Regions from separate parts of the Mus musculus genome. Here region 2 is linked to region 1. The links are chromatin contacts, called in public HiCAR-type maps. All regions are on one chromosome and are shown on one strand. Each heading gives the region's core, a stretch centred on a gene start, on an enhancer-like site or on the middle of the called end of the contact. The rest is flanking DNA. Distances are from core to core; before and after follow the strand shown.

Region 1 (5,783 bases), core at 2,117-4,616:
GGCAAGTCACAATCTGCCTACAGCACAAAACTTGAAAGCCCAGCAAGAACGCTTCCAGCACTGGATAGACAGTGGACTGGCATCTGCCTCAGTTCCACTTTAACTACAGTCCCCTGTAGGGCCAGCCGGATTCACCTCTTCTGTGACCTCCCTGCCTCCTCCCTCCTCACCTTATCCAGAAGCCCCACCCCCAAACTCCAATATCTTTTCCTTGTGCAAAAATGGAGAAAAATCTACAAAGTAAGCAAAAGAAAACCAGATATAACCACATCCAACTTCCAACCTGCCCTTTCTGGCTTCTGGTTTTGTTCAGTTCCTTATTGAGTCCATCCGCAGCCCAAGGCCCTGGAATGTTCTGTGTGTGCTGGGCTTGGTGTGGGGAGGCAAAAGCTGGAGGAATTATTCATAAGGACAAAAATGTACTTTAAAAAGCCTTTCTCCCCTGAGGACAATTCCTACTGGAAGACTTAATCAATCCCATTATCTGGAGTGCCTGAGCAAGGAGAGAGAGGAGGGGCCGCCTTCACACTGCCTTTAGTTCACAGGCAAGGGAAAGCAGCAGGCCTCAGGCTTTAGAGGAGCAGACCCCGGGCCAGAGGTGAAGCCAAGGGCTCACACCCAGGCCCGCTAAACTTCCAGGATTGCTTCCTAGGCTGAGTCCAGAGAGCCCTACAGTGCCTAGGGCCCAGCATCCTGGGTCAGAGAGCACGTTGCCTGTCTTCATGTTCTCAGTGAGAGGTCATAACCTTGTACACTAACAGGAATTCCTTTCCCATCACTGCGATCGGCTCTCTGAGTGCAGAGATACTGCTGTGACACAGAACTGTGCCTCTTGGCTTTGCTTCCTCGGAAGCCAGCAAACTGAAGCCCACTCTTCTTCACACAGCCTAAAGAGCATCAGAGGCTCAAGTGGAAACTGTCCTGAAAACATGGTTCTTGCTAATCTAGCCGTCTCTGTATAGTCACATTCATGCATATACACATCACGGATATTTTAAGGACTGAACGGAATTAGTGAAGCCCTGTGTTTTTAAGGTATCATTTCACCACCATCTTAAACTGAAGAGATAGTCATCTACTGCCACTTCCAAGGAACTAACAAAATTGTTTCAAGGATTACTGAGAATGACATGGTCAAATCAAAGCTGATGTAGGTTCTGAAAGCTGAAAATGGAAATGGGCAGGGGAAAAACATTCAGTTATGATAAAGCAAGAAAATCACCCCTCGGGTTGGAGAGAGAGCTCAATGGTTAAGAGCACTGACTGCTCTTCCAGAGGTCCTGAGTTCAAATCCCAGCAACCACATGGTGGCTCACAACCATCTGTGATGTGATCTGATGCCCTCTTCTGGTGTGTCTGAAGATAGCAACAGTGTACTTACATATAATAAATAAATAAATAAATCTAAGAAAGAGAGAGAGAGAGAGAGAGAGAGAGAGAAAATCCCCCCTCACCTTACAAACTAAAGCTTGATCATTAATGAGCTGCTTAGCCCAATTACTGCGATTGCCCTCAGGACCAAAAAACTTTCCCCAGTCCGGGTGAGAGGCTGCCCCAGAAGAAACGGAGGAATAAGATAGAGTACTACATCTTACTGGAATAAGCATACACTATTATGTAAACTATTTGTAGTGGGCTGCACCCAAGCGTACCTCATGCATACATATTTACTATTTGAATGTGGAAGAAATCAGCTTGAAACATCACATGCAATTGGGAAGCCAGCCCACTACATATAGCTGGACCAGAAGAGGTAGCAAGGATGCCGTTACACAGGATACTGAGATGTGGACATGCCCCTCAGGAAGGGCCCCATCAAGCCAGCTGAGCGACCACCCCAGGCTTGAACGCTACAATAAGAAGCAATTCATGCCCATGGATGGCATGTTCAGTATGGTCTCAGCTCTAGAAGCGACTTTATAGCAAAGACCAGTAGCCCATAATACCCACTACCTTCGTGAGTACAGCACTCCAACGTACACCTAGTACCAGTTACGACTTTCTTGCTTTGTGTGTTCAATCTTTTTAGCTCCTGTTTTCTTCAAAGCTATCCTAATTTCTTTCTGGGGGCAAGTAGAAACATTTGTACACATGAGAGACTGCACGTCAGACAAGGCTACACTTCAGGCTATCCTCGGAAACCTCCTCCTGCCTTCTGTAAATTATCTGGCTTTTTTCTCCTATTGCACAGATTAGAACACTGAGGTCCATAGGGCTCACCCAAGGTCATGTCCTGCTGACACATCTAGACTCTCGCAACGACTCAAGAGGCCCATGGCCTGGGCCCACAGCTATGCTCCACTGCACTCAAGGAGGCATGGAGGTGATTTGAATACTAAGCGTATTGGGGACGGGCCATCAAGTTCATCAAGGGGCACCACATAGGTTGTTCTAATAACGCACGGGCATCTGTTGAAACCTTGTTTGGGAAGTGGCCAGCGACAGACAGAAAATCAGAGGCCATGTCTCCTAGCCACACACTATGCCTAGATGTGCTGTGCAGCTTTGAGAAGCTGCTGGCCCAGCCCGGAGAATCTCTTAAACGCTAGGGGGCCGGGAGTTTCGCACTGAGCCGGGAATGAGAGGTTGGGTGGGTGTGCGTGCTTCATGCGGTCCCATCCCACTCTCTTCAAACACCCTGCACATACCGTCCACTCCGCGGCCCGCTCAACTTCCCCAGGACAAACGCACCGCAGTGTGAGGTGGAGGAGGCACCGGGAGGGGTGGTCCTGGAGCCCGCGACGCAGCAAACCACGCTCAGCTCCTTCCCCACGGGGACCCCGAACGCCACGAGGGGCCCCCAACTCTCGGCCGGGCCCCTGGGCCGCAGCGGGGAAGAGGCCAGCCCGTCCCCGCCGCCCCGCTGGGTTCTCCGCCACCCGCCGCCACCTGCAAACGCGCGCCCCTCTGCGGGCCGCGCGTGTCCCCGCGTGTCCGCGCGGGGCCGCCTTCCCACGCGGGGCCTCGGCCGCCCGCGCCGCACTTCCCGCCCGGCCCCCGAGGCCAGCGCGCCGCCCCAACTTTTCCCGGCCCGGCCCGGAAGGCGCAGCGGTGAGCGCAGAGCCGTCCCGCCCGCCAGCGCGCTCCACCCGCGGCGCCCCTGCCCCCAGCACCAGCACGCGGAGGCCCCGCTCGGAGCCGCGCGGTCCCCGCAGCCCCCGCGCCCACCTGCCGCCGCCGCGCACGGCCGGGTACGTGGCAGGGGCCGCCGCTCGCCCGCCTCGCCTCTGCTCGCGCCTCGCGGGCGGCTCCGGGGCGCGGGACCGCGGCTCCAGGCGCCCTCTGCCGCCGGGAAGCCGAATCCTGCTCCCTAACCCTAACGCGGGGCCGGGCCACGCGGCACCCTGCACCCTGCGGACGCCCGGCAGGCCAGGCCGCCTAGCCCGCCGGAGGAGGAGACGCACGCGTGCGGTCACGCCCAGAAGGCAGCCAGGCCTGAAGCACCCTGTGTCAGGGAACCCGTAAATGGCAGGTGGCGGTCTGGGTTGCAAAAGCGAAGTGCTTTCTTGCGTGCTCCACTGCTAACAGGCCAGGTGCACTCAGATGCGCCTCCGCCATTGTTGAGGGGAGAAGGGGAGGTTTAGGGTCCCTGTTCTTGAAAATGGGTATCAGGTTCTACATGGCGGTCCCGCCCTGTCAAGCGGACTGTGACCAGAAGCACTGGCTTCCCCACGAGGTCACCCTTGAAGAACTGTGTTCAGGTAGCCCTTAAGTACATCCATACCTGGCGCAGGTTAGAGAACAGGTTAGTGTCCAATGGCGGTAGTTTGTTCTGTGACCTGTGCCTGGGGTTTATGAGGAAACAAAATACAATCACAGATCTCCTCCCCTAAGGGAATGTTCTGACCTGGGTTTGTTTATTTATAATGTTCAGCTTGTTATAAATAAAATGGGACTCCTTGTCCCTTATCAGTATTAAAGCCCCATAAGGCCCTAAGCTAAATGTTATTAAGGACTTTTAGCCAAACACATTTGGGTTTTAAATCAACCTCTTAAAAGTTGAGACGTCTTAGGAAAGCTAATCTCCTTTTGCCAAAAATGAACTCATCCGTAAGAGTCATAAAACCTTCTTCCTGGTATAGTCATAAAAACCTACTTGCCGGTGTTATATTTGAAGATATACAGAGATCATATACAGCGCTTAGCATAGCCCTGCCTGGTACTCATTCGTATTGTTACTCTTCCAGTGCAGGGCGAAAATACACATGTAAGAAGACTACTGGGGATCTAACGAGATGACTCAGTAAAGTACCTACCACCCAAGCGTTAGCACCTAAGTTCAGATCCCTGCACCCCCATAAAACCTAGGTATAACATCGAGAGAGAGAGAGAGAGAGAGGGAGAGAGAGAGAGAGAGAGAGAGTGTGTGTGTGTGTGTGTGTGTGTGTGTGTGTGTGTGTGTGTGTGTGTGTGTAATCCTAGGGGAGACATTCAGATCCCTGGCCAGCCAGCCTAGCCAAAGGCTGAGGTCTAGGTTCCGTGGGAAACCCTGTCTCAAGAAAACAAGACAGCAAACCATGGAGGAGAGACAGTTGATTTCCACATCTTCAGGCACTTGAGGATACGCACAGAAAGAAATAAAGGCTATTTTTTAAGGTTAATTTTGTTTGAGGCATTGGATCCCCTGGAATTGCAGTTATAGGAGGTTGTGAGCCACTTGTGGGTGCTGGGAGTGAAACTCAAGCCCCCTGGGGGAGTAGCAAGTGTTCTTCTGTGCTCTCTCCAGCTCCTAGGAAGGCTATTTTCCCCCCACTGGGGACAACCTTAACACCACAGGTGGTGGCTCAGTCACTGACCAGCAAGGTCAACCTTGGAAACAGCTGTCTCAGTCCCTCCTCCCCTGAGTCCTGGTAACACACTGATTTGTTAAGAGCTGAGACTGTTGACCTGGTTGTCTCCAGAGCTTCTGTGACCGGTCATGTAAGAAGGAATGGCCCAGTCTATGCGGCAATCTCTAGAGCACCAGACCGTTTCATAAAGGCACAGTGTAGATAGCAAGCACACAGGGATCATCTCTTTAGTATTGTGAGCCCTAGAGTTAGAGAAACAATTGTGTGAGCAAAGTTCTTGTCCTCACGTGTGAGCTCTGGTGAGTGAGACACACACAGATGTCCTCCATCTAGGGCAGAGGGGGACCATATGCAGCTCCATATGAAATCTGTAAGCCTCAGGGTCCAGGATATAACTTCCCAAGGCTGTTGTGTTTTTATGGGGTATTGGAGAAACAGCCCCTTACCAGGTGACTCCAAACTTTCTTTGCCTTTGGTAAGTACTTGTTTGCACCTTAGTGAAAAGGCCTTCATTCACAAGTTAGAGTTGCAGATTTCCAAAGGTCAAGGGCCATCCTCACAACCTCTCTGCTGACCTGAAGGAAGAATGCTCACTCTCAGATGGCTCCTCCCATGCTGACCATGTCACTCATTTTGACCTGTGAGTATATTATGAGATCTTGTGAGCTGAGAATTTGAGCCTTGCTCCTTGTTCTTATGCTGCCTTAAGATTTCCACAAAGAATCTCTACATATAGGAAAGACCCAAGGAGAGAAGAACTTGGCAGTACAGCCAAGTCCTACCTGGGTGAGTCCTGGGCAGAGTCAGCCACAGGTAACCCAGGGTTTCAAATCTAAAATGGTACTGGCTTTCAGTCACTGAGCATTTGGAATGGTTCTTACATGACAGTAGATAATAGAGACACCCACCCTTCCTGGTAAGCATTTCTCCAGTTACAAGGTCTTGGCGAAATTCAACCAAGAATCAGTCTCCAGCTAGTGTTTCCTGTCATGA
Region 2 (5,783 bases), core at 1,838-4,337, 1.0 Mb before region 1:
CCTGACAACAAAGGCTGGAATTGCACCAAGAAACTACTTCTAAACAGGTTCACAAAAGCCTTTCATATTAACCTTTTCCGCCTCCCTCTGATCAGTGGGTTAGAAAAGAAGATGATGTGTTCAAGAACCCTAAATAAAGTAGGTTTTGAAGAAGAAAAAAAAATACCTAAGCCTACTTAATTTTAAAGCCTTTTCATTGGAATATTTTTGGAGTGTAAGTGTGATCCCAGGAGCACATGGAGGTCAGAGAGCCAGGAACAACTGAAAGGCAAGTTTGTACAGCCAAGCTGATGACTGCTTCTTGCAGCAAGACCAACCCAGAAGCCATGTGGAACATTATCTGCCTCCCCCGTCTGTGGCAGAGTCATGCATATCGCTAAACACTCCCAAGTCTTGTTCACTGAAGATTTCTCAGTGTCTAAACTCCTACATATCTAGGTTTCCACGTATATGGACACCTCAATAGACCCTTGGTGAGGAGTGAGCTACAAGAGTGGATCAGGGCTCAGTACTATTAGTATAGCTTGCAAGAATCCAGTTGAGCAAGTTGTTCAGTAGTCTAAAGGAAGAGATAAGGCCCAGAGGAGGTGGAGTGGGACCTCAGAAGTATGATAAAGCAGGTGACATGAGTATATATTTCTGGCTTTTCAGTTAGTGCTCTCTTCTATGTTGTTAGCAAGTCTTATAGAGACTTTTCATGCTTTCTTCCCTTGTCTAATTTTTGACTATTTAATATATTTATCCACTACACTGGGATTTGTACAGGGTACCGTGGGTGAAAATTTAAGAATTATAAATCTTTTTGGTTCATTCATTAAGTTCATAGCTTTGTCAACAATGTGACCACAATATCACAGGTTCGTAGTAGATTATGTTATAAAGAAATAGATGTTTTTCTGATATCAACAAGTATTATACCAAAGGGTGTCCCACTGAATAAACCATTCGGCAATATTGCAGAGTCATTTTCCCCTAGGTTGCCATGGCCCGTTTCTGCCCTGGGAGTAGAGACTGTTTACTTTACTACCTACACTCTGCCTGAAGGCAGGAGGTAGAGAGTTAGACAGATTTCTGCACTTAGGCGTGAAGTGCCTCTGAGGCCTAAGAAAGTCTTTGGAGGGGTTGGACTCCCACCACATCCTTGCATCTTCAGTTACCTGGCCAGCTTCCCAGGAAGGAGGTGGAAGATGGCCTGTCCTGCTGCCAACACCAACTCCCTGTGCATCCCAGGAGCCATCCAGCCAGCAGCTGACTCTCCCAGTCTTCCCACAGAAGCACTAGAATGTAAAATGCTTGAATCACTAAAATCTTTGATGCAATACTAACAACCTTGGGTCAGTCACAAGGAATACACCATACCAGGAGCATATTTATATGGCAATAAATTTTTAATGCCCTAAGAAAGTGTTTGAATAAAAATAAAATCAGAATAGAATTATGCAAAGGACATAATTGGAGAGCAGGTAACTTTTCTTCTGGCCTTTCTGACTGTGAAGCCCTGGACAGCATCATGCTTCTGTCCTGGAATTAGTTGATGTATGGCTAGCTGTCAGTATTCCTTAGTATTTCCATTAAATGCTCAAGGCAAGCAAGCGGAGCATGCAGAGTGCTTTATGGGGCAGTCAAGGCAGTGCAGAGGCTGCAGAAGGCTTTCAAGGGGGAACCGCCCACCTACTGAAAGTGGAGGGCTTTTCAGATCCTTAAGGCCCCAGGCTTGGGAGAGGAAGACCAAAAAGGCAAATTCTAGTAACTCTTCAAAGGGTGTGACTGAGCACAGAGACTTTAAGGAGAGACAGACTCTGCTCCTGGAAGGGAAATTCAGGAATCAAGAAAAGGAGCAAATTTATCTCTACAGCATGTCTGCGGAAGCATCTCTCTTGGAGTTACTGCTCGGTCCCAGAGTTCCAGAGAAGCTGCCTGGGAGTGGGCACCCTAGGAACCCCCTGGGGTGAAAGCCTGCTTTAGACAGACGTGATTTGCTGTGCAGCAGTGGGGGTTGGGTGGAGGCTGGCGCTGGCCCAGGTTTACCGGGGCTGGCCGTTAGTTAGGAATGTTTCAGAGCTCACAGGCAAGGAACATAGGCTGAAGTGTAGCTCTACTGAAGCAGTGTGGGTGGGGTGGGGTGGGGTGGGGTGCCATGAATCCTCAGACTTGTGAGGATGATCCAGAAGTAAAAGGACCTAGAGGGCACACCGGTTGGTATTGCTAATCACCTGGCTCCCCTGAGACTGTTCACTCATTCCTGTTCTGAATGTCTTCACATCCCACCGTGTTTCAGACTGGGTGGGGGTGATGAGTCATGTTACTTTTTAGTCTGATTCTCTCCCACACAAAGGTGATCCCAGTGATCTGAAAATGCGTGGGAAAGAAATGCGAGTCCCGGGTGGGCAGCAGGAGGTACAGCGTTTGATAGCCGTGCCCACTGTGCTTCAAAGTAGCCTGAGGAGCTTGGGTAAAACCATGTTGGTCTCATTGTGCCTCGGTTTCCTCATCTGGTCCAGAGAAGTCTAGTGTATTCTAGGCAGCAGGCTGAAGAGCAGAGCAGAGCAGAGCAGAGCAGAGCAGAGCAGAGCAGAGCAGAGCAGAGCAGAGCAGAGCAGAGACGATTGAGTGTGGTGTGTGCGCGCTCTCTGAAAACGTCAGTCTGACTTTGGTGCGTTCTTCCAGCCACGCTAGAAGTGGAGGATGCCTAGGCTCTAAAATTAGTCCAGCTTCCAGGCGAGGCGCCCTTAGCGTCCTCCTGCTGACCGCCGGGTCTCCCTGCCCCCCTTTCCCTCCCCTTCTCTTCGTGTGGCGCTCGGAGATCTCTGGTCATCCCCCACCCCCATCCCCCGGAGGACGCGGCTCTGCGGGAGGGAGGAGAATACAGCGAAGCTAGGGGTTTGGCAGTGCGGCGGCGGCCGCCGCGAAGAAGAACCCGGTACCTCTCCACCGCCAGCAGTAGCGGTGCAAGCTGACTAGAGCAGACGCGAGAACCGCTCCCCCCGGCAGGCTGCGCTGTGATCTGGGCTGCGCGTTGGGACCTCGCTCCCGGGTTCCCCACCCCTCCCGCCGCCATCCTCCTCCGACTCCCCTCCTCCGCCGCCAACCCGCAGCAGTGGCGGCGTCCTGAGCGCCTAGCGCCTCCGCTCGCCGCCCTAGCCTCAGCCGGGAGCACGCGGCGAGCACTGCGGCGGAGGCGGCGGGGTGGCCAGCTCGCCCCTAGACTTGAAAGGAAGACCACGGAGGACTCGTCGGGTGCAGGGGCGCATCGCTGACCAAGGCAAGGGTGCGTGAGGATTTTTAGCATGCTTATTTGGGTGCATGGTGCACTGGCTGGGGTGCACCTTTCTCAGAACAGCCTCAGCAACCTGGTTACAGAGAGGCTGTGATGGGTGCTCCGGAAAGCTAAAGCTCTCAGAGAGAGTGGGGGGAAACTTTTCACCTTGTAAAGTTCCTGCCTGGGCGCTGCCTGGAGCTGTGGTCATTACCGCTACCAGCTGGAACCCAGGGAGACAGCCCTGCGGCAGGAGCCAGGAAATGGCACCGGAGTTGGTTAAGTTTAGGGCTAGCAATAAGAGGAGGGCGATCTTTCGGGTCTGTACATGCAGCTCTGGGTCCTCACTGAGCTTTGGCCGTTGGCTGCAGGTGGATGATATCAGGCGGCGATTCCGCTGGGTAGCTGGCGCTTGCAGCACTCAGTAGGAAGAGGGGCAGATGCCGATGGATGCACTTGCAGGACCCAGAGGCGCAAGTTGGGTGCATGCTAGAGGAGGCTATGAGCGGAGCAAAGAGCCCAGCCTCCACTTCCACGGTGCAGGAAGGGTAGCCTAGAATGTTCGCCTGCCCCTGCATACTATGTCTGAGTCTTGGGTTGTGAAAGGTTCTAAATGACAGCCGACTTTGAACTGGTGCGACAGTTTAGCCGAGAAGCCAGGAAAGGATTTCTGTTGTTTTGACGGGAGATGGACCCGACTGCTTTGGGAGAACGCATGATTTTTGGCGGGCGTCAGAACTGACCGTGCTATTTGAAAAGAGAATAGCGGTAGTCTGATCATCCCAGGGATGCCGAACAGCCCTTGCGGCTCCTCGTGGGCACGTTGAGGGCGCACTGTTCGCCGCCCCGAGTTCTTTCCGGAAGGTGTGGAAAAGAAACCATTGGCTCACCGGAGTGCAGTTGGGGATCTTAGGGAGCTGGCTGGGGGTGACAGAGGTGGACTGGACAGATTTCGCGTGGCGCTTGGTGAGCGAGAGGACTTGACCAGCTGGGGTCGCTGAGCTAAAATGCATCGGGCCGGGCTGGAGAAAGGTGGCGAGCCCGGGTCTTTTTGGCAGTATAATGCGGTCACTGTTTCTCCCCCAGCAGACTCTTGTCTCGTGTGTTTTCGGAAGTGTTTAAACATTGTCCAAGATTAGACTTTGCGGAAAGCAACTTTTGTTGCTGTCCTCTGCCCGGCTCTTGGGAGCTGTGGTGCGCTCGGAGAGAGGGTGAGATGCAGAGGGCCGGGTGTTGCCGGACGCTCTAAAGGCACAGCTCTTGGCTCTTGCTACCAGAGGAAAGGGGGCGCTCCTAGATGTGCATGCTGGTGATAGCACCCACCTTGAGGTACAATAACGAGCAAGCTCGGCAATGAGAGTACCCATAAATGAACGTGAAGGTAGACTACACAGGCAGTGAAGATGCGGAGGTGGCTGGGAGTCTCCCAGAAGCAAGAAGCTATGGAATGTGGAACCGAGGGCAGCCAATGGCTCTAGTCTCCCTGAAGGAGACCCACTTCGCCGCCGCTTGCTCTCGGGTCCTGGATCTTGGTGGGGGTATTCCAGAATCCTAGGCACAGAGGCTGGAGTGAGGGACACTGGGCTAGGCTGAGGGTGGGAGAATCCTTTCTCTGCCTTCGCCTCTTCCCCGCCCCCAGACTTTGGCGCGTTTACTTCCAAGTTGGATCCCACTTCCATTTACAAGTGTCAGACAAACCGCGCCAAGCACCCGCTCAGCCAGATGGGGGAGGGCGCGGGGCGGGAGCTGTGAGCCCACCGGGGTCGGCTCCGGAACGGCTCTCCGGAGTGCTTTCCTAGCTTTTAGGCCTTGATGTTTAAAAGGTATATAAAAGAAAACTGCAAAGCCCATAGCACTCGTGTACACTCGCGTACCAGCCTTTTATCCTCCTTCCATCGACACATTCATTTTCTGGCCCCACGCTTGCATTTTCAAAAGCGAGTTTGGGCAATGGGGGGAGGGGCGAGAAGCTGGCCGCCAGTCCACCTCTGTGGCTTTGAGCTCTGGGCTTTGTTGCCAGGATTTGATTGCGCCCGGGCCGAGTTTAAAAAAAAAAAAAAATGTAGAAAGACAAAACAGGCCAGACACACTGCAGGCGAAGCTGCCTTGATTCGGGCCATGGAAAGGGAGAACTGCCATCCAGGAATTGAGGACCCAGAGGCCGGCATCCCAGAGAGCATAGGCTCTCTCGCTGCTGCAAGAGCCCAACTCTGGGTTACCCGATGCTTGAGTGGGGGCGGGGATGGGAAGTGGGGGAGGAAGTTCAGTCTGATGTGGAGATTGAATCTCATCAGAAAGAAAGGGAGGAGATGGGAGAAAGGGAGAAAGAAGGAGAAGACATAGAGAAATAAAAATGATAAGCGATCTTAAAATGTGCCGATCATCGACGGCTTCTTCTCCACACCGAGCCTCTTCCCTTTTTTTTTTTCATTATTATTAAAAATTGAACAATTGCACATGGAGAATTAAAGAGTAAATTTAAAAGGCATGCAAGGTAAACAGGGCACCAAAAGACAAAGAGTTTCTT

What was found. HiCAR-type assays count read pairs that join an accessible place to other places.
Region 2: a HiCAR-type map of astrocytes shows a contact between it and region 1, with 5 times the contacts expected there. The contact joins the promoter of Fat3 here to the promoter of Smco4 in region 1. A contact is called at or near these places in 2 of 39 promoter capture datasets (cranial neural crest and second pharyngeal arch cranial neural crest), 1 of 484 Hi-C or Micro-C datasets (embryonic stem cells) and 2 of 115 datasets of contacts at active chromatin or transcription factors (astrocytes and embryonic forebrain).

What each region holds. Positions count from the first base shown.
Region 1 is chr9:15,491,015-15,496,797 of GRCm38.p6, reverse strand. Smco4 (single-pass membrane protein with coiled-coil domains 4) reads right to left here and starts at 3,366. Exons shown (of 3, transcript NM_001359604.1): 1 at 3,169-3,366.
Region 2 is chr9:16,499,358-16,505,140 of GRCm38.p6, reverse strand. It overlaps Fat3 (FAT atypical cadherin 3), which reads left to right and starts at 3,087. Exons shown (of 26, transcript NM_001080814.2): 1 at 3,087-3,268.